Regions from separate parts of the Mus musculus genome. Here region 2 is linked to region 1. The links are chromatin contacts, called in public HiChIP or PLAC-seq maps. All regions are on one chromosome and are shown on one strand. Each heading gives the region's core, a stretch centred on a gene start, on an enhancer-like site or on the middle of the called end of the contact. The rest is flanking DNA. Distances are from core to core; before and after follow the strand shown.

Region 1 (3,736 bases), core at 366-2,865:
TTTGCTGATATGTAGACTCGAGGTTTGGCGAGTGCTCACTGACCAAACAGTTCGAATTTTCAAGGTTACAGTAGTTCCCAGACAGAAAGAAAGAAACAAACAAACAAACACCTGTTTGAAGCAGACTTTAAAAACACATGGGATGGCTGGAGTGGTATTACAGACATACCCTAAAAATGTGATACCTGCCACCTCCGCGCCCAGCAAATCTTCAAGAGAAAGGGCCCTTCCTCCTTCCCCCTTTAAATAGTTGTTGACTGGCAGCGGGATGGAAGGGATGACAGTCAGCATTCACAGACAATACCACACACCAAAGTCGTGAGGGGTGGCAAGAGGGGTTGATGGGAGAGAGCCTGAAGGCTACCTCTTCTCAAGAGCAAGTGGGTAGGCAGGGACCTGGGGTGCTGCAGGGGCAGCCTTAGGCCACCTCTGCTCAGTAGGCGTGGTTAGAGATGAAGAGGGATTCACTGGCGGCTGCCCCTGACTCATTGCTTGGGGTGTACTTTCCTTGACAAGCAAGGCTGTTGGCCTGGGCTCGCTTGATGTACTCCTCTTGGGCATCCTTCGTGTTCTCCTTCTTCCCACCCCAGGCCTTTAGGGCAGAAGCCTGCAGGGCTCGGCCATAGGAGAAAGTCAAGGCCCACGGCTTCAGCAGGGGACACTTGTTGATAGCATTGAGGTTGATGGATGCCTCTTCTTCACTCTGTCCTCCAGACAGGAAAGTGACTCCAGGGACAGCAGGGGGCACTGTGCGACGAAGTGCTGTGACAGTTGCCATGGCAATCTCTTCACTGGAAAATACCTGAGTGCAAGCATGGCCTGCGGTGACCATGTTGGGCTTCAGTAAGGTTCCTTCCAGGTAGACATGGTGGTCGCTCAGAGCCTTGTAGACAGCGGCCAGTACCTTCTCAGTTACATACTGACAGTGCTTCAAGTCATGGTCGCCATCAGGGAGGATTTCTGGCTCCACAATGGGTACAATGCCATTCTGCTGGCAGATGCTGGCGTAATGAGCCAGAACATTGGCATTTTCCATAATGGCGAGGGCTGAGGGGGTGTGTTTCCCAATCTTCAGCACACAGCGCCATTTGGCAAAATCGGCCCCATCCTGCTTGTACTGAGCACAGCGTCCAGACAGATCATCCAGCCCTTGGGTGGTGGTCTCGCCGTTAGTTCCTGCCAGGGGCACCACGCCCTTGTCCACCTTAATGCCCACAACACCACCCTTGGACTTGATAATCTGGGGGAAGGGACGTCCATCATCTGCCTTCTGGTACAGTGTCTCATGGAAGAGGATCACACCCCCAATGCAGGGATTCACACGGTCGTCGGCAGTCAGCAGCAGCTGACGGTAGAAGCGTCTGTTCTCCTCGGTGTTCTCGGTGCCAATGGACTGCAGCCGCTTGGCAATGCTTCCAGTGGACTCATCTGCAGCCAGGATGCCCTTGCCCGGAGCCACAATTCGGCGAGCGATGTCAGACAGCTCCTTCTTCTGCTCCGGGGTCAGTGCTGGGTAGGGGTAAGACATGGTGCCGGTGGTAGTAGTAGCGCCGTCCTGGCACAGGAGGTGGTGGATTGGCTGAGTGCTGCGGCAGGCGGGCAGCAAGAGAACTGTGGAGCGAATGCTGCTAGGGTTACTAGAACCTGTTTCTGTGGCGTGTTCCGAGAGAACGCAACCTACTCAGAGGACGGGGTTGGGGGTGGGTGGGTAGATGTGGCTCTGGAACTCCCTTTGTAGATCAGGCTAGCCTCACAAGACCCACCTGCCTCTGACTCTCAAGTACTGAATTAAAGGTGCGCACCGCCATGCCCAGCTCAGAAGTTAATATTCATAACTGAATGATCATCTGAAATTAAGAGAATGACACAAAAATTACTTTTTTGTATTTTGTTTTACACGGATCTACACATTAGTTTTACTAATTGAAGCTAAAAATCATGGTCTGGAGAGAGTTCAGCAGTTGCGAGACTTACTACTCTTACAGAGAACCCGGGTTGGATTCCCAGAACCCACACGGGGTGGCTCACAAGTTTCTGTAACTCCAGCTCTGGGACATACAGTGCCCCCTTCTGGCCGCCTTGGACACTGCACACATGGTATGCATACATAGAAATAGTCATACTCATAAAAATAAGCCTCTTTTTTAAGCTAAAAATCCTTTCTAATCATATAACTTTATGAAATAATGTTTTCATAATTAAATATACTTTCGCTGTAAAGATATTATAGATATTTAAGAAAATAACCTTGTATCCCTTCTTTTTTAAAGCTTTTATTACAGTGTGTGTGTAAATTGAAAGACAACTTGCAAGAGTTCTTTTTCCATCAAGTGGGTACCAAACTAAACTCAGGATTATCAGGCTTGAAGGCAAGAGCTGGGGTAATCACAACTTCATTGGACGTTCTTTTTTTTTTAAGATTTATTTATTTATTTCCTGTATGTGAGCACACTGTCGCTGTTTTCAGACTCACCAGAAGAGGGCATCAGATCTCATTACAGATGGTTGTGAGCCACCATGTGGTTGCTGGGAATTGAACTCAGGATCTATGGAAGAGCAGTCAGTGCTCTTAACCGCTGAGCCATCTCTCTAGTCAAAGGAGATTTTCAAAGTGACTCCCTGTTGCCCACTAGTTTATCCTAGGTGGGGAAAGTTATGACAAAAACATGGCACCCTCCAGAGGCCAATTCATCAGCCACCAAGCTCTGTGGAGAGACTGTGCCTGCAAGCTTTAAATCTGCAGACGCACAATGAAGTTTGCTAGCCAATTTTTAGGGCACAGAATTTCTACCAAGAGAAATTCTTGTTGCTTGCTAGTCTTCTTGTTGGTCTTGCTACCAAAATGACGCTTTAAAAATAACCAAGGTTACCATGTGCTTAGTCATTCAGGAAGAATCCACTGAACATCTGCTATGGGCATATAAGGACATGTAAGTCCTCTCTCTCTGGAGAGTCCCTATACCCACAAGACAAAGCACACATACTCCATTCATAAATGCCACTTAAAGTCCCAGGACAGCACAGAAGTGCGGCTGCCTCTTCCCAGTCCCCTCAAGCTTCACAGGGCAGTGAACAGTCTGAACAGATGAACTTGGAAGACGAGCAGTCGTCCCCATAGGGGAAGGGAGGCACAGGTGCGTCTCAGACACCAAGGATGGGCGGCTTCACTCCCCATCACCGGTGTCTTCCTGCCGCAGGAGGGTGGCATCTGAGTAATGGTCTTGAGTCTTACAATCTCTTCAATCTTCTACTGCTCCCCTGATAGGGGAGTGGCTTGTGTGGATGGTTAAGTCAGAGATCCAGAACAATGGTCAGCTCAGTTCTACCCTTCCTTCCCGACCTCTTTCTTCTGATTGCCTGGCCTGCTCTTGGCATATCCCTGAAACTGGTTTTCTCTGAGAGAAGCCACTAGTCTTCCAGAGACAAGCTATAACTGTGTAATCCCGAGTCCAGAGTGGAGCGGCCTCTCAATTCCACATCTGTATCGACCCCTCTAACCCAGCCACCTGTAACAAAGGTAACTCCCACACTGCCTGAGTTCAGCAAACAGGAACTCAGAGAGGATGCAGAAGCCACTTACGGCCCCTGATGTGCAGAAAGAAAGACGCTCAAGAAATGTGTGAGTAGGGCTGGTGAGATGGCTCAGTGGGTAAGAGCACCCGACTGCTCTTCCAAAGGTTCAGAGTTCAAATCCCAGCAACCACATGGTGACTCACAACCATCTGTAATGAGATCT
Region 2 (3,736 bases), core at 892-3,391, 170 kb after region 1:
GTTATTTCCTTAAAAGTCTACCAACTGGTACTGTTAAAATTACAGATCATGTTTATAACTATGTTTAGTAGTATAATTTAAATTTATTCCTTGATCACTGCTAGACTATTTATTTTGGTGTTGGGAATTAAATGTTTAAAGTATGGCAAAGGAGGAACATCCTATTAATTCTTACTTCCCCTATCACCACCCCAGTTTGTTATATTATTCCACAGCTATCTAGGTTAACAGTTTGCATTTTTATAGTTCTTAGATTCTGGATCTTTGGGAGACCTAAAGTTTAGTCTAATGCACAGCAATTACAATATTGTGAATATACTTCACTAGCAAACTAAGAAGGATGGACCCAAAGAAAGGGATTCTGTATCTACAGAGGGACTAATTGAATAGATTATTTTTTAAGTCAAAGTTTCAAACAGGCATCCTGTTATACCAAGTACTCAATATATAATAGCACACAATAAGCAATATATGTACTGCTTAATTTAAATCTTCAAAACACAATAGAAGGAATTATTAGCCCAATTTTGCAAACAGAAATTGAGCAAAGATTCTATGGTGGCAGGCCAGCTAGTATGGAGCACAGCAGGCACAGCAGGCATGGTAGTCCAGGTGTGCCTGCAAGGCCTGACCTCTGCACACTCTCCTCCTTGCTCACACTGCTCTTTCAGTTTTTTTCTCAGCAACGCCTACCTCATGCCCTGAGTAAAAGAGGGAAAGCAACAACTCAAACAATAATCTAAGCATATAGGTGAGTAGAACTCCATTTATAGGCCAACTCTAGGATTTCCAACCAAGATAGTATGACTCTCCTTGTCAAGACACTGAGATAAAAAACTTCAAAATAAAATTATCATGGACCAGATGTATGTCTCGCCCTTCTGACACTAAGTTTTCTATGGCAAGAGCTTAAAAGTCTGTCCTATAATCCTAGACCAAACCCTGCCGCGACTTCAACTTACCAAAATGTATTGTTACATGGAGTAACTGATGCTAAGTTCAGGTTTCCGTCCATTAAAGCTGTTCCTTTAGTAAAGACTAACACACCGTGCCTCAACTAGACTGAGAACCAGTTTTTAAACTATAGAAGCATTCTTACAGGTGGGGGTTAAAATCGGGGTGCCAACTTCAAGAGGAGTTCATTGCTGTTCTTTTATTTCTCAGTTGTGAACTTTGCATATACTGAACTCTTCTCTTTTTATTCGTTTGGTTTCCTGTCACTTCCTTTAAGCAGTCAGCTTCAGTAGGGACGAGTGACATTGATCTCTTTTCTAGAACCAGCAGTGTCTGGTAGGGCTTTACACACTTGTATAGAGTTGACCACAAAGCAAGTCATCTATCTATACTGCAGAGGAGGGTTGAGGGTGTGTGGTGTGTGTGCATTTAAGTTGGATGGTTAAAGAACCAACCACTCTCAGCGAAGGGAAGACTCAGGCTCCAGGTAGACTGATGCTAAACAGTGCTTCTCAACATGTGGGTCGCGACCCCCAGTACCAAAACCTTCTCACAAGGTCGCCTAAGACCATCTGAAAAAACATTACCGTTCATTGAAGTAAAAAAACAAAAAAACAAAAAAAACATAGTTTTGAAGTAGCAACGAAAACAAATTTATGGCTGAGGGTCATCACAACGCGAGGAACTGGATTTAAGGGGCGCAGCATTAGGAAGATTGAGAATCGCTGAGCTACGGGGGACTCCGAAAGGCAGAAGGCGGGCATCACAGTGCAAAGCCCTACTGCTTTGTGTCTGGCCAGTAAGGCGCTCCTGAAGAGCACTACGCTTCGGTTTCAGCCTCCAAGCCCGCTTGCAGACCGGGCTGGGAAGACGAGAGCGGGCCCGACCTCGATCCTGCTGCTTTCCTGGCTCAGGCCCTTCTCCGAGCCCCCGAACCATCCTCGGGCCGCGTCCGCTCGCTCCAGGCCGAAGCATGACAGAGCAATTCGGAGGTCCCGCAGGAGGCCCTGAGTCACTCACCTACTTGGTAGAGTCGGCCCTCGGGAGAGAAGATAGTAATGTGACGGTCAAAACCGGCGCTGGAACCCCGGGACATGGCGTTCCTGCTATTTTAAACACAGTCTGCACCCCGTAGCACACACACCAGGGACCCAAGCCCCCTCCCGGAAGTTATGGCTACTGCTTCCGGAGCACCGGCGGAGCTGCTTCCGCTCTGGTGAGGGACTGGCGGTGTTTCCGGTGGGGACGGGACGTCCCAAAGCACTGCCCCTGAGTAGGCGGGCCCTCGCGCGCCCGGCCTGCGGTCCGCGGGCTTCCGGGTGGTGGCTCTGGGTCGCAGCCGGCCGTTAGTGCGTTCTGGAGATCAGAGTGGCCAAAAGAGGAAGTTTTCAAGGTGCCTGCAGTTGTCCTTTGCCTACTTGTGACCTCTGGAGACAGTATGGTCACCGCGTTCGCAGTCAGTTTGGGCGCCTGTACTTGCTCTCCTGTCTTCCCGGAGTCTGGCTTTGTTCTTCCTAACCTTCATTTTACCAGCCACTTCTCTTCCTACGTTTTGGGGGAGAAAGGAATGCAACAGCCACCCTTAAATGTAGGGCCTGAAAGAGGGTTAGTGGAAGAAGCCACTGGAAATAACAAAAGTTTTCTTCTAGTCTGGCAAGACTTTCCTTTGGACAGCGGCCCAGAGATGGGAACTTGAGAGGTTGAGCAGTCTTAGTTGATGATGAGCAAGATCGTTGCTGGTGGCTGGATACCGGAGAGTAATTCCAAGGCGGCGAAGCAACTCCTGGAAAACTGGTGGTTTTTCAAACTGTAAAATTCTGCACATTGTGCACCCTAGGGCACAGCCCCTATTTAGTGAATATAAAAATCGAAGCATATTATTAAGCTATTCCCCCCTCCCTAAATAAAAGTTTTGTTTACAGCAATATTTATAACAATTTACTGATGTAATACTGAAATATTCAGATCTGTGGCGTTCTCTCTAAAAGCACCCATTTTAAAGCAAAACATTTGAAGAGATTCTTCATAAGGAAGTTTTAATTTCTCGAGCTAATTTTTTTCTTCCTTTAGAAAAAAATATAAGCCAGGTGTGGTGGGACACATCTTTTATCCCAGCACTTGGAAGGCAGAGACATCTCTGGGTTCAAGGCTAGCCAGATCTACAGAATGAGTTTCAGGACACAGTAAGGCTACACAGGAAAAAGAAGGCTGTCTGGGGGTGGGGGTAGGGTGTACAACATCCAAGATTGAAACACGGGTTAAGAAAATAGCCCATGTAAGCAGCCGCTCTGGAACACCCGGTACTTTCCAGCTTCAATTCCCAAGTGTGCTGATAAGAGCTGCTGTCCCTTGGTTCTAGCTCAGGTCCTTACATCAGGATTAACTCCTGACCTTTGCGTACTTTTCTCAGTCTTCCCAGCCAAGTGTACTATAACACCTACAGTTTGCCTGAACAGTCACGGAGAAGTTCTCTGTAAGACTGCTAGGGGAAGCCCTCTGTTAGTACCTTAGAATCCAGATGTCTCATATCTAGGGCTGCACTGCACTGTCCATTGAAGCTGAATTTTCCCTAGTTGCCTCCATCAGAATAAACAGACATTTCATTACCCAAAATAGGCAAAACCAGGATTCCTCATCTCTTTCCTTCCAGTTCCTGCTCTTTGTATTTAGAGCCCACACCTTGTAGCAGTCAAATCTTCAGCATTTCCTCTCTCTGCTCCTGATGTCTTAGTTGGCTCCTTATATAATTCTTAGTTTTATTCACCTTATGGTAGGATGTGCT

Evidence for each region. HiChIP or PLAC-seq counts read pairs in DNA pulled down with a chosen protein or histone mark.
Region 2: a contact with region 1 is called in an H3K27ac HiChIP or PLAC-seq map of embryonic stem cells, with 5 read pairs. The contact joins the promoter of Psma6 here to the promoter of Aldoart2 in region 1. A contact is called at or near these places in 4 of 39 promoter capture datasets (cranial neural crest, embryonic stem cells, hippocampal neurons and 1 more), 1 of 484 Hi-C or Micro-C datasets (embryonic stem cells), 2 of 115 datasets of contacts at active chromatin or transcription factors (both in embryonic stem cells) and 3 of 9 other capture datasets (adipose tissue, embryonic stem cells and pancreatic islet).

The regions. Positions count from the first base shown.
Region 1 is chr12:55,563,084-55,566,819 of GRCm38.p6, reverse strand. It overlaps Aldoart2 (aldolase 1 A, retrogene 2), which reads right to left and starts at 1,615. Exons shown (of 1, transcript NM_001277340.1): 1 at 1-1,615. The coding sequence starts at 1,528. The coding sequence ends at 434.
Region 2 is chr12:55,397,230-55,400,965 of GRCm38.p6, reverse strand. It overlaps Psma6 (proteasome subunit alpha 6), which reads right to left and starts at 2,141. Exons shown (of 7, transcript NM_011968.3): 1 at 1,975-2,141. The coding sequence starts at 2,050.